Linked DNA regions of Triticum aestivum: region 2 is linked to region 1. A link is a contact called in public Hi-C data. All regions are on one chromosome and are shown on one strand. Each heading gives the region's core, a stretch centred on a gene start, on an enhancer-like site or on the middle of the called end of the contact. The rest is flanking DNA. Distances are from core to core; before and after follow the strand shown. Region 1 holds the start of LOC123074660 (membrane protein PM19L). Region 2 holds the start of LOC123074662 (mitogen-activated protein kinase kinase kinase 17).

Region 1 (7,229 bases), core at 3,479-5,978:
ATTATGTCTAGCTAAGAGCATTAAACAGTAGCGCTTGTTGGGAGACAACCCAATATGTATCTTTTTATTTCTTGTTCAGTATAGTGGGTCAACATAATGAATTCTATTGTAATAATTATGTTTGTATCTTTTCTTTTGCTTTGTGCCCCAAGTTAAGCCTTTGGAATGTTGCAAATGCATATTTTATTACCTTCATTTATATATATCTGAAATGGGAACATAATTCATTAAATTAAGAAAAAAGGCTAATCACTCGGTTGAAAAATACTGATGCAATGTACGAAAAATATTCATTCAATGTAAAACAATGATGTCTGCGCTTTTAGAATATATTCTTAACATTATAATTTTTTAATATAATGTAAAAAAATTCACATATTTAAAAAGAATATGTTGTACCGTTCAAGAAAAGTATTTATGCAACGTAAAATAAAATGTTTATACAATGCAAAAAAGATGTTCGTCAGGTTTTATAGGTTTTGTACTAATGGCAAAAATGTTCGTGACATTTTCAAAACATGTTTATACATTGAAAATAAATGTTTCTTGTAATTTCGAAACAAGTTACACACCATTCAGAATAATAGTCATGACATTAAAATAATGTTCCCGTGCTTCGGAAAAATACTCATGGTATTAAGAAATGCTCATGTAGTTTAAGAAAATGTTTCCTATGATTCAAAAATAAGGTTCAATGCATATATATGAATATGTTTAATATTTTATAAAATTTATTCCAAACATATATCTAGAAAAGTTTAGTCATGTATTCTGAAAAATATTCAATGTGTAAGAAAATATAAGAAAAACTGAAGAAAACAGGTAAAGGACCATAGAGACAAAAAATGAAAGAAGAGGACTAAACCCAAAATAAATCGTGCACAAAAAAATAAAAAAATCGAACGTTAAAAAGAAAACCACAGCAAAGCACACCAGACCGAAAAAAACTCGGTGCACCAAAGGAAGAACGAAATTTCGTCCGCGCATGAAAAAAAGGGAGTTGCGGCAGGCCCGTTCGCGAGATCGTCTGTCTCGTATGAGCGAGAGATAACCATGGTGATATATCATTCCAAATGAGGCGATATATACCTCTCTTTGCATTTTATTGTTTTTTCTTTCGTTTTCTTATTTTCTTTCGCACCATTAAAAATCGTACAAAAAAAATTCAATTCAAATTTTGATTAATTCAATAAATGTTTTGGACTTGAAAAATGTCCCCGAATTGAAAAAGAATGTTCGTGAATTTACAAATTGTTTGTGTGCTTTAAAAGATGCCCACGAAATTATAATAAAGTTCGTGGATTGATAAAAAATTCGCGAACAATTTCTGAAATGTCTGTGGTTTTTATAAAATGGGAACATTTTCTGATTTTTTTTAAATCAAGAACATTTTTTGAAAAATTAAACATTCGAATTGAAATTAGAAAAATAAAAGATAAGTAATGAAGAACCAAATCGAAAAACAGAAACAAAAGTACACTGAAAAAACAAAAGGAAAAAGGAAACTGAAAACTCGGAAAGGTAAGAACCTTTTTTGATGGGTGAATTCTATTTAGCGCATTGGTCAGGGGATAGCTACCTGACGCGTAACCAAGACCTGCGAGATTTGTTGTAACTGGGCTGGCCCATTCCTGTTTTTCCTCCCCACCGATTTTTCGAAGGTTTTCTTCCCTTTTTTTCATATCCGCGGACAATTTTAATATTAAGTTTTTTTAAATTTTTAGACATTTTTAAATTTTTTAGTAACTTCCGAAATATACAGCGTTTTTTTAATTTATGAACATTTTGCTAAGGCGACATTTTTTGAATTTGTAAATATTTTTAGAATTCGGAGCATTTATTGAAATAAATTTTTTTAAATTTTTAATTTTATTTTTAATCCTTAAACATTTTGAAAATTGGTCAAAGTTTTTGAAATTAGGAATATTTTTTCAAATTCATATATAATTTTGAAAAATGGAACATTTTTCAAATTCGTGGGTATTTATTAAATTTGGAACAATTTCAAATTCGTGATTTTTTTGACATATAGGAACATTGTTCAAATATGTGATGAGATTCAGGACATTTTTTAATTCAGAACGTGTTTTGAAACTTGGGAACATTTTTATATAAACAATCAATTTTTACAAATTCGTTTTTTAACATTGTATGATATCCAGAACGGCCTTTTAGAATTCGAGAGTCGCGAACTTTTTTCCGAAGGTAACAAAGAAAAAATAATTAATAGAAAAAATAACTGGGGCGCCCCGTCACGTACATGGGTCGTCCCAAAGCGCGTACATGCAAATGCGCGGGGGGGGGGGGGGGGGGGGGGGGGGGTTGCTCACTAAGCACCACCGCAGACTGCATGGATAGGAGGTCCCTTGTACTGCCCCCGTTTCTAAATATTTGTCTTTTTAGAGATCTCAAATGGACTACCACATACGGATATATATAGACATATTTTAGAGTGTAGATTTACTCATTTTGCTTCGTATGTAGTCACTTGTTGAAATGTCTAAAAAGACAAATATTTAGGAATGGAGGGAGTAAATGGTTCCTAAAACCGGTGACACTCTCAGTTCGCTTAATCTCTAATGGGCCAGCCCATCTAACTACGCAGGTGGGCGATCGGAGACTTAACAGTTGCTACGAGTGATACACAACAATTGTGTTGGCAATGAGCGATAAGTTGGTTGCTTGGATCTGTCCCAATAGCCGACGAGACATGCGCCAGATAAACACCCTAAACCCCAAAACAGTGCATCATGCTAATACTTTTTTTCAGTTTGACTAATTCACATCTATATTTTTTTAAGGATGTCACATCTAAGCTCCCACAAATATATAATGCAGCAACAAGAAACAAAAAAAAACTAGGACAAAAAAAAAGACCACAAACAGAGTGAACATCAGCTTAGATGTGACATAACCCTATTCTTTTTCGTAATGTAGTGTGCATAGATTTTTTAAAAGTCAACCTTTGCAAACTTTGAACAAGTTTACAGAGAAAATTACGATATGCACAACACCAAATATATCAAATATGAAGTTATATTTTATGATGAATCTAATGATATATGTTTGGCTTTCTAGATGTAAATGTTTTTCTCGACAAACTTGACCAACGTTTGTGGGGTTTGATTTTTTAAGAAAAATCTGCATGCACTACATTATGAACGGAGGGGGTAACTAATATTAACAATTTTCCGTAGAAAAGACGATATACTCAAATCAAATGAATATAATAGCTTCGTATTTGGTTCCCAATCAACAAATCACGCGGAAATCTGAACACGCATCTAACGCTTATACACACACAACGTACAGATACACACACACTCACACATGCACAGTGCATTTCCGTCTCAGCAATAAACACACGATACACAAGTTTTAATACCACATCAAAGATGTACACATGCAACCAGTGCTCGGCTAGTTGTAGTTGATATATCGGCATTGAATCATCACGCTTGGAAGCAAATATTCCATCGGCAATCGATCTCTTGCCCACTTGAGCTGGCCCTTCACCTCCCTCCGTGTATGGCGAGTATGTAGAAGAGCTGCGTCCCCGAGAGTATGATGGTGAAAGCCTCCATGGTTATCTACAAGACAATCCAAACCAACACAAACAGTCATTAATGATTATATCGTGTCACATCAGTAGTCACAAACTTACAACTTGATTCCCTACTAGTGCTGATCAAATTAAACAGTGCGTCTGTCGGTCTTACCAGTCTAGCATTCCTGCCGTTCAGGTCAATCTCCTTGACTGCCAATCTGGAGAATCAGAAGGTGCCAAAGAGGATTAAAAATAAGTCAGGCAAAACGTTACATATGCACGCATAGAAAGAGAGTTGGGAGTGGTACGTAGAAGTGGTCATACTACAACATACCCCATGGCGAGCAGCGTGAGCATCCAGGCGATGAACGCAGAGGAGGCTGCCGCCGGCAGGCTCTCGTGGCTCCACGCCCGGACATGGTGGAATCCGGCAAGCGCCGCCCCCATGCCGACCACGCTGGCAATCACGGCGAAGATGACGAAGAACCCAGTCGCCGCGTTCCCTATCGGGAAGTAGATCGGAGAGAAGTGTGACGGCAGCTCCAGCCCGGAACCTGTATATAACAACATACATACGCTCAGGCCTCTTTTGGTTTGGAGGAATCATGTAGGAATTTCATAGGATAGGATTTTTGTAGAAAATTTTTTTAGAGCCCTTCGGTTTGTAGGAATGTAATCCTATTTCTATGCAGGAATTCTTCCTATCTTCCATATTTCATAGGAAAATAAACATTAGCCTAGACTCAAAAATCTTATGATGTGAATCAAAGGGCATCTTCTTTCCTATTCCTACTCATAGGATTTGAGATACATGTCATCTCATTTTCTATGACTTTCTTATTTCTACAATTTTCCTATCCTATGAACCAAAGGATGCTTCAGCTCAAGGAATTAACACAAGATAATGCACCAGGAGTATGCACTACCGGTCAGCAGTACGTACCTATGAAGAAGCCGTTGTTGATGGCGAAGTTGATGGCCCAGCCCCCGACCGCGGCGACGATGAGGTACATGCAGAAGTTGAGCATCAGGAGGAAGCCGGCCACCGGCTTCAGCCCCGCGTTCGCCATGTGTGCGTGCGTGCTCCTAGCTGCGAACGCTTCGACCGATCAGAGGCTGGGCTCTACTTCTTCTTCTACTAGTCAGTATTAGTATTTCAGGCGGCTTAAGGATTGCATCGGCGGCTGCACCTTATATATAGACACAGGGCGTGCGCACGAACGATCGACGGGAAAATCCAGGCTAGATTTGTTCCTTGCTTCCCTCGGCTGCATGGACAGCCGATTGCGTGCTTGTGGAGGCTGGGTTACGTCAAGTTTGTGACAAACTTGATGCTTAAGGCAGCCGTCCCCGCGGTCTGGGGCATTCGGCCTCTCGACCTGTCAGAGATTCGATCCGTTGGCCTCGAGGATAAAATGACGGCTGGCTGGACAGTGGATACCTTTCCTTGCCGGACATGCATACTATATGCATCGACCCTTTTGGTTCAGTTTAGTTTAGTTCCCGCGCTTTATTGCTTTACAGCCGTGGAACGCAGCTTTGGCCGTCGTCTCTTGGTATGATGCTGCGTGCAACACAAGTCTGGTAGATGCCAAATACTACGTAGTACTCCCTCCATTCCACAATGTAGTGCTTCCTCTATCTCCGTGCTTCAACTTTGACCGTAAATTTAACTACCAAGACCGATTGCGGCGGGAGCAAAAATTATATCAGTGAGTTCGTATTCGAAAGAAGTTTTTAATTATGTAATTTTTTCACCTGCCGCAGTCGGTCTCGTTCGTTAAATTTATGGTCAAAGTTCGACCTCGGGAAGCGCGGGCGCACTATATTTTGGAATGGAGGGAGTAATAAAGAAAAGGAAACATATGATTGCGTCTTGGGCCACTGGATCACAAGATGGACGGCTAGGATGTCCGGTTAAGAGCACGATTGCAAGCCTAAAATCGATTGCGGACATGAAGGAATTTGGTGAACCCCTTCTCTCCGCCCAATCCCCTCAAATCTCACCCCATCCCTCTAATCCCCAAATAGTTTTTTGGATGAGAGAGATTATTGCATCTAATTTTTATGGCAAATCAACGTAACGATCAAGAAAAGGAATTGCTTCCTCTTCCGCACTATGTCAAGCTGAATGTGGATGCATGTTTTGATGATGAGATGCTAAGAAGAACCACTGGGGCTGTTACAGCCGGTGGAAGTTTATTGTTGTAGGTAATAGCATAATTGAGTGGTGTTCAGATGTATTGTCTGCGGAGACCATGGCACTGAAATATGGTTTATCCTTTTTTTTGCCGGGGGATATGCTTTATCCCTTGTACAATCTATTGGTTGTAACAAACTAGTGGTTAACTTAGACAACATGGATGTCATTAACACAATGAAGTAGGGAGCAAATCTTGCAGGAGCCCCAGCACCTATCTTCGATCATTGCTATCATATGTCATGTGATTTCCTCATATAATTTTTGAACTTTTCCCAGGAGAGGCAAACTCAGTAGCTCATGAGTTAGCTAGCTTAGCGATATTTTCTCCCACTAATGTCTGGATGGATGAACCTTCTACTTCTATTTCTCCTTTGACTGTAAATGATGTAACACTTATTACAAATGAATGAGAGGAGGTTTTATTGTTAAATAAATAACCACTGCTACAAGCCTATTGCAACATGGATAGGCCAACTACTACCTCTTTTTTTAAAGGAGGTTAAACCTCGCTTCTGCATCATTGTGATGCAGCCAAACAGAATTGATCCTCATCAAATAAGCAAAAAAATATAATCTTAAAAGCACACATGGATGAATTCTAAAAAAACAGTAAACATGGATGAAATATGATGCAAAGAGCATAATGTAGAGTTCTAATTGAAAACCCATTGATAGGAGCATGTGAGCTCCAACACAAGGGCTCCCAAAAGTTTATTTTAGAATAGGGCCCCCAAAAGTTTGAGAGGGCACAAATTGCTACATCGTATATGGTTGGACAACGACATCAGAAAGTGGGCTTAAGCAGAGACGCATGTACATCAGACCTGGTTAATAGTGATTGGGTGCGATCTTGTATCTCATATGAAAAAAGAGGCAATTCTTCAAAAATACATGAAAAGGGAGGCACATACACGAGTGTGGATTTTTTAAGCATGGGTGCAATTAGGGATGAAAACATCGCAGGAACGAAAAGAATTGGGTGCTACCATGTTTGTTTTTACATTTTTTGTAGAAGCGGAAATAAATACAGAAACCCCCAAAATAAATATGGAAACATATACTGCTGGAAACGGGCACGGAGCAAATATGGAGGGGACACGGCAACAGGAACGGGTGTTGACCGAAACTTAAAAACTCCTTGAATTACAAAAAAAATACACACAAAAACCAACAAACCTAATGAATTGTTAACATGGCTACGAAATAATATGATTAGGTTATCAACTTAGCATAGTATTGTAGTAGTACCGAATAATTACATATAAGTCTAGTTGAGTACATCTGTGGTAGTAGAGGGCCTCAAATGGACCATTCTGCTCATTGTGTCATTGTGTGTTGTTTGGTGATTGGGCTACAAATCAGCCATAGGCCTATAGTAAAATGGGAATTCCATATTCACGGAAACAAAAATTTTCTTTCCACGTTTGTTCCGTCAGGAAACACCGTTTCGTTTTTCTTTCTGTTTTCGCATTAAGAATT
Region 2 (7,229 bases), core at 1,749-4,248, 390 kb after region 1:
CGGGGGCAGGCGGGCGTGGGGACGATGGATTTCGTCCTGGCGGGCGCGACCGCTCACCGGGACCGGGGGGACAGGCATGCGATCCGCGGAGAGGTGCCAGTTGTTGGGGAGGTGCACGTTGCCCCACGGCAACGGCGTGCGCGTCTCCTAGTAGCACTGGCACACCCCTGCCTTGACGTACAGCCGCCGGCGAGGTGGGGGTGGAGGTGGAGGTGGAGATGGAGGCGGGGTAGGGGAGAGGCGACGGCCCGGCCTCGTGGTCATGCCTCATCTTGCGGTCGAGGAACCATCGCCTCACCATTTTCGCCGGCGGAGATGTGGATGAGGGCTAGGAAGTGAAAACTGTGGACTGGCCGGTCCACGGCTTCCAATTTAAAAAGGACGACGACCCTCCGCCGTGTACTGACAACCGGGGCCGGCCGGCCGTGCGCATTGAATTTGGACGATGGAGGTAGGTGAACGACCGCCACACGTCCTCAAGACGGACGCCGAGCAAGCGCGTGCACGTCCGTTCGACGACGTCCATGTGGTCGCAAATCTGGCGCATGTTTGCGCCGGAAATTGGGCGAGCCGGATGCCGAAGGGACAAAATTTAAGAATGCGGTTGCGCGTTGAGTCGTATTATTTATCCGTTTTGATGCAAACGAAGCGGACATGATGGAGTCGCACATTGGAGTTGGCCTCAGGGCCTGCACGCCGCGGCCCGCTCGACACGTACGCACACGTATTGGCTTAACCAGTGGCAGTACGTGAGGTGACGGCCGGACAATCACCCAAGGACGGCAGCCGCGCCGCCTGTCGTGCTCGTACTGATCGCATGTGGTAACAGTGCGGCGTGATGGAACCGGTGATACTTGGGTTGCGTCAGCCGGCGCCGGCCGCCCGGCCCCATGTCCAGAGGCCAGAGGTGCATGGCGATGCGCCGCTCGCTAGAAGATAGTACAGGTTTCTCCCGGGGCGGTGGCTTGGGCGGCTGGGACCCCGGGGCGGCGGGCAGAGGCATATATCCCATTTTCCCTGACCCCTATCGCGAATTAAAAGGAGCGGGTACGGCTTCCTTCTTTTCTTTTCTTTTCTTTTCTCCCCCTTTGCTTGAGCGGACGCCCGCGCCGCCGTCGCTGGCTTTCCCACTCGGGAGGGGAGGGGAGGCTTTCTTCTTGCCGCGCCATTCATTCATTAATCAAGTGGAGGCGTACGCACGAGATGGCGTGGGCTGACGCCGGCACCTCCAAGTCGGCCCGCCCGTTTCGTGGCCGAGAGGCCGAGACGATCCGGCCGTGTCCACCTGTGATGGAAGATGGAATTCTTTGGCATGGGATAAACCGCACGCTTCGTCCAACGTCTAGCTTCGCTTCTCTGCGGAAGGAAACAGTCATTTTGTGGGTTTTCTTTCCCTGCCGTGCTATCCCAGGCAAAAGCAATGCTCTTCTCTATTGCGTGGTTACTTATCTGCTACTGTAGTACTGTAGTTGTGTAAGTTGTAGGAAGATTTTTGTTATGAGTTGGAGTGTAAAGAGGGAGACGCACTGTGTTCTCCACGCACGGGTAGAAATTCAGTACGTAGTCTATCAGAACGGCACAGCAAGATTTGTGGAAAACGAAACTTTTCTATTGCAACGATTCGATTATTACAGGGTACATGTGATGATGAAAGTAGTACATCTCTATCCGAGCTCGGACGCACTTCGATCTGGCGGTCCACTAAAGGATCAGCGGCTAGGATGATATCGTCGCCGAAAGGTTCATCCTCTGCGTCCAATTCATGTTCATCACTCGAAAGGGTGCCGACGACAGCTACGTCTTCAGCTGGCACCGCCGGGGACCCGAGCACTTTGCTTGGCGCCCTGCTGGACACATCAGCCGGCCCCTTGGTTGCTGGTGAATCGCAAGCTTCACACTGCTCGCCGAGCACGTCCATCCAGCCTTCGTCGGAATCCCAGTCCGGCAAGACGGAGCACGCCAATGACTTGATCCTCTCGCACGGGCTCTCTGAAACCTCCTCCTCCTCCTCTTCCTCTTCGGTCTCCGATTCCCAGAATGCGGCGTCAAGCGTGCTCTTGGGAGACACCCACCTGGCCTTGGCCTCTCCTGCCTGCAATGCCACGAACGGGTGCTCCAGGAGCTGCGCCGCCGTGCACCGGTCGCGGGCGTTCCTCGCGAAGCACATGGCGAGGAAGCTCTTCGCCTCCGCTGAGAGCCACGCGGGCACCTCCGGCACGGCGTCCGTGTACCCGATCCGGTGGACAGCGGCAAGGACGTTATCCATCTTGCCCCATGGCGCGCGCCCGGTGGCCATCTCGACGACCGTGCAGCCGAGAGCCCACACGTCGGCGGCCGGGCCCTGCTCCTCCCCTCGGGCCACCTCCGGGGCCATGAACGCCGGCGTGCCTCCGATCGGCCCCGCCGCGCCGAGGGCCCTCGCGCACCCGAAGTCGGCGATCTTGGCGCGCCCGTCGGCGCCGATCACCACGTTCCTCGACTTGACGTCGCCGTGCACGAGCGACTTGCCGTGGATGTATGCCAGGCCGCGCAGGACGTCCGCCGCGTACGCCCGGATGGCGCGCTCCTCCAGGCGGCCCCCATTCCTGGCGGCCTCGTCGGCGAGCGAGCCGCCGGGGGCGAACTCGAGGAAGAGGTGGTAGGAGCCGTCGCGGTCGCCACCGCCGCCGATGCAGCCGACGACGTGCGGCGAGCAGAGCGCGGAGAGGATCCCCTGCTCCCGGCTCAGCTGCGCCGCGTCCGCCGCGCGCACGGACTTGACCGCGAACAGCTCCCCCGACGCGGCGTCGGCCGCCAGCGACACCACGGCCCCCGACGCGCCGCAGCCGAGCGTCCGCAGCCGCGTCCAGTGCCCGCTCACGGCGATCGCCATTCTTGCTTGTCTGTGTGGTGGTGAGCCGGTGATCTTCTTGTTGTTCTTTTTGTTTGGTATGCGTTGGGTTTGGGTGGCCTGTGGTTGCGCGCGTTTATATATCCATGGAATGGAAGCAAGGGGGTTAGGAGGGGAAGGGGAAGGGGAAGACGACTTGGAGCTAATTGGGTGGGGATTAGATTAGGGGGCCGATCGGGGTGGCGGGGAAGGTGTTTGGTGTGTGTCAATGCCCAACTTGGCGAGGCACAAAGCGTGGCTTGTGCGTTCTACCCACGCGCGGCAATTGGACGCTGTTTCCTTTTTCATCTTTTTTCCGCGTGTTTGTGTGGGTGGGAACGCGCGGCGGCTCATGCGGTCAATCAACCGACGGGCGCCCGCGCCTGACGCTCGCTCGCTCGCTGCACATGCCGCCGTCAAATGCATCCATCTCCTCTCCGCCAGTCGCCACCAACGGCAGGCACTTGGCGCATGGATCCCACTGTCATTGTTATTTTTGCCCACTGAGAGCGAATCAATCTCCTCGCAGTATTGTTTTTGTGGCGGTGCAGCAATACAATATGCTCTCCTTTGTGTGAGGCCAGAAAATACAATATGCTCTCTGCGTTCCGCGTGTTTTTTCAGAAAACTGAGAACGAGGAACACGAGATTGGAAAGCCGCCAGGGCGATCCTGCTCTGCGTTCTATAACGGGGGGAGGTACTGCTCGTGATTTTCGTGTGATTAAATGGGATTCACGAGCGTCAGTACAGAGCAAGAATAGACTCTTATTTTTTGAGCCAAAATAGATGCAAGTACCAGTACTACACATGTGAAGCACGAGCGTGGTTAGTGCATTAGGGCGTGTCTGTCAGGTCAGCTGCGCGATGCGACGGCCTCCCCTACTCTAATTAATCCGCGGCTGGCGCCGGTTGAGGTCGTTAATTCCGGGCCAGTTGAGCTCATCAGCTCAGCCGTGCCCGCCCACTTAAATCAGCGGTACCGTGCCGCCGCACCGGTCAAGATTGGACGTGCAACGCCCGCCTTCTCGGTCAGAGACGATCGGATCAACTGCCGAGAAAGCAAAACGCCGCGACACCGGTGGCTGGTGATTCGGCTCGCATCGGAGGGAAGAACTCCATTCTTTCCTCTGTGTAGTTAATAACAATCGTGTAAGCGTGTCAGAAGGGGAGGTCAACGCGTGCGCCCAAAAGGGGCTTTGGGCTTTGGGTGCATGCTTTGACATTGTGGCCTGTGAGTCTGCAACAGAGTAATGATATTTCATCGGAGTAAGGACAGGTTTGCTCCACCAAACCTACCGTTGAAACTTGGTGGGTAGGAGTACTTGACCTCCACGGTCACACTACTATGCACTCAGCAATATCCTACTGTAATTAATTCTGCGGTAGACCGGGAAAAATTCAAATTTGGATCAGGATTCAAAGATAAGAACGGAGATCTCAACAATGTGACCGACTCCTCCTAGAGTTGGTGCCTTTCACCCACCTCTGTTTATAGCCATGTACTGTACGTACATTGCAGCAGTGCATTCAACCGCTGTCACCGATCGAGGCTGTGCAAATTGCCAATGCACTCGGCCACTGTCTGCTAGTGCCAATGCCAATTGCCAGTAGGAGCAGCAGTAGTAGTTCCATCCAGGCTGTCTGTGCAAAACACTGTTTACATATCTTATCCTCTGTTCCTAGCCGGCTCCTCATTCTCCGCGATGCATGGTTCGGGCTTGATCGTGCAGAGCCGGCTGATTCCCTGTCGCCCGACCGAAAAGGGAAACCCCAGCTCGCACACTGGCATGGTGGCATGGTGAGTGCCACGGCATTCCTGCGGCGGCCGGCCGAAAAGGACCAGACCGGGCCGCAACGGACCGGCAAACTGGGATATGCGTCAGATGCACCGCTCCTTCCATTCCGCGGCGGGCATGGAGATGCTCGACGCCTCGCATTGCCGGCGCCCTGTCGGTCCCCGTCCCTCTCTCCCTGTTGCTCGATCCATCTGGAGCGGCGGTGGTGGGACGCGTCGGACGGACGTGCGTGCGTGCGCCCCAGCACGGCGCAAACTGGCAAGCTGGCGAGTGGACGCACATCCGATTCATCCACTCCGTCGCAAAGCGGCGGAGAACACGTATGACATGGTCACCACGCACACGGAGCTCCTCAGCATGCCGCTGATTCGGATCGAATCACAATCAGGCGCCGGATCCTGTTCGGCGGCAGCTCGCGCCGGTCGGTTTGGCCCCAGACCGCGCATGTCGGCGGTGGCACATGCGATGCCCGCACGTTGCGAACGCGTTAGATCTGGAGTGAGGCAGGCACGCGAACCTACCAATATCTGGAGATCTGCGAGAAGAGAGCTCACGTTGCTGCGCCGAACCAGGTCAATACGCGCCAGAATGCAGGCAGCTGCGCAAGTCAAGTGTTTGGTACGGTCTATGCTTATACTACAAAGTCTTCATACTGGTGTTAGTAGCCTCACCATCCTAGTATGATTACATTAGACTGCACATGATCACATTAGCCATTTCTTCCAGAATTCCAAGGCTAGCTGTTCCACTGGCCATTTGTTAAACCATGCGCCAGTTGGAACTATGCTACTACTATTCCTTTTGGTTGAACCAGCTCTAGGTCTGGAGCAGGTCAACCGTTTTCACATTTTCTTATACTTGGTCATATGCATCCGAAGAAAGAACGAACTGACGAGTGATGATTTCTGTCTTTTTACCCCGTTTCTGTTTGACCGACGTGTCCACGAACATGGATGTGAGGAGGTTGTTGACAGAGCATCGCACGAGATAGGAGACGGAGCATGTCTCGGGGGTTTATCAGTCGAAACGACGTGATTTGATTTCAGGCAGACACATTAAGAAAGTGATGAATCATTGACACACAGATGCTCTGAACCATGCCATATGCTATGGAAGAGAGACGCAGGAACCTGGAACCGAACCCTATCCTCTAAAACCAGCCAGGTCGCATGCTAGAAAAGTGTCACGGTTAAACAAACCCATCTGTGTTGAGTGACGGTGCACCCACCATCTGGGAACCGTCCTTTGCAGGCTGCAGCTGTAAAGAGACCACAAACCTGCAACAGTGCCTTAACTTGGACAAATATACCATTTCGCTTCATATTCAGTGTGCCGTGGTGTGGTTTATCGCGCAAGGAGCCAAGTGTTGAATACTATCTACTGCGACGGGAAATCTGACAGCGGAGATAGCATTTTTTCTACTTGGATAGGATGAGAGGAGCACAATTGTGCGTTTGCTTTTCAGTTATTATTTGTCCAAGAGTGCAGATTTCAGTATGAGTCGGGCCCAATCAAGAGGCTTTGAGAATACAAAAATGTTGACGATACCGCTTTGCTTTTGTTTTCAACTTGAAGAATCAGTTGCGAGTTACCCTTTTGCTCTCTTATATCATGAACAAATGATAGATTATGTTGATCCCTGCTAAAGGCAACTTGAACACTTCGCTTTTTTGTTGCGCATGTCGAAAGACAAGGAAATGCACAGCCTTGACACTTTCTACCACCACTTATTAATTTGTCGGAGATTCAAGCAAGACTTGAAGATGGCCTTCAACTTCCCAATCGTCGTCAGCCAGGCGTTGACTGACGTTGCCGACTGGCTGGGCTTTAGCAGCTGTAGTGGAGTCAACGTCTAATCTAAAGAAAAATAGTAGAAGAGACAACCAAAAAGATATCATTAAAAAGTCAATGCCTCAATGAAACGCTAATGGAGGCTGACATGTATCGGCCGGCGGTGGGCTTGATGGCCAGCTACTTTTCAGGCTTGAATACAAGAATTGGCAACTTGGTAGGGTACTTAGGGTTATGGCCTTCGGTTAGTACGTAAGGCCGTCCTGATTGCAATAGAAATATCGTCTCGGCCTAACTCAGTCGGTTGCTGGCTCGGTAGTCAATCGCATGCCTGGACAAAAGGCCGCTGGATAACGGGATAAGGCATCTAGGATTCTTGGCTGGGAACTGAACCCTTGAGGGTCTGGCAGCTGAGCAGCTGGTCACTTTTGGTTGAGCAGAAGCGCTAGTTATTTTACCTCATCAGTCAGGTCAGTGTGTAAGAGCATCTTCAACGGCACGCCGCGCGTAAAAAATGCATTTGCCGCGCGCCGTTCGTCTGGTTTGGCGCGGCCGGCAGCGGTGGCTCCAGCAGACGCGTCAAAATTGAACGCGCGCGCGTAGCTCCAGCGGCCGCGCTAAAATGCAGCGCGCGCTAAACAGTGCGTATATTTTTTTTAAATAAAAATTCATAGATAGAAAAAACGACACATAGATATTTTACATAGTTCCATAGCATAGATAGATAAAAACTATTTAGATAGTGCAAGGACATAGATAAAAAACTACTAGT

What was found. Hi-C and Micro-C count contacts between places; a contact is called where the count stands out from the background.
Region 2: a Hi-C map of leaf shows a contact between it and region 1, with 4 times the contacts expected there. The contact joins the promoter of LOC123074662 here to the promoter of LOC123074660 in region 1. A contact is called at or near these places in 1 of 5 Hi-C or Micro-C datasets (leaf) and 1 of 1 datasets of contacts at active chromatin or transcription factors (leaf).

The regions. Positions count from the first base shown.
Region 1 is chr3D:359,509,406-359,516,634 of IWGSC CS RefSeq v2.1, forward strand. LOC123074660 (membrane protein PM19L) reads right to left here and starts at 4,729. Exons shown (of 4, transcript XM_044497443.1): 1 at 4,491-4,729; 2 at 3,882-4,101; 3 at 3,720-3,765; 4 at 3,212-3,590. The coding sequence starts at 4,617. The coding sequence ends at 3,513.
Region 2 is chr3D:359,903,635-359,910,863 of IWGSC CS RefSeq v2.1, forward strand. LOC123074662 (mitogen-activated protein kinase kinase kinase 17) reads right to left here and starts at 2,999. Exons shown (of 1, transcript XM_044497444.1): 1 at 1,481-2,999. The coding sequence starts at 2,872. The coding sequence ends at 1,496.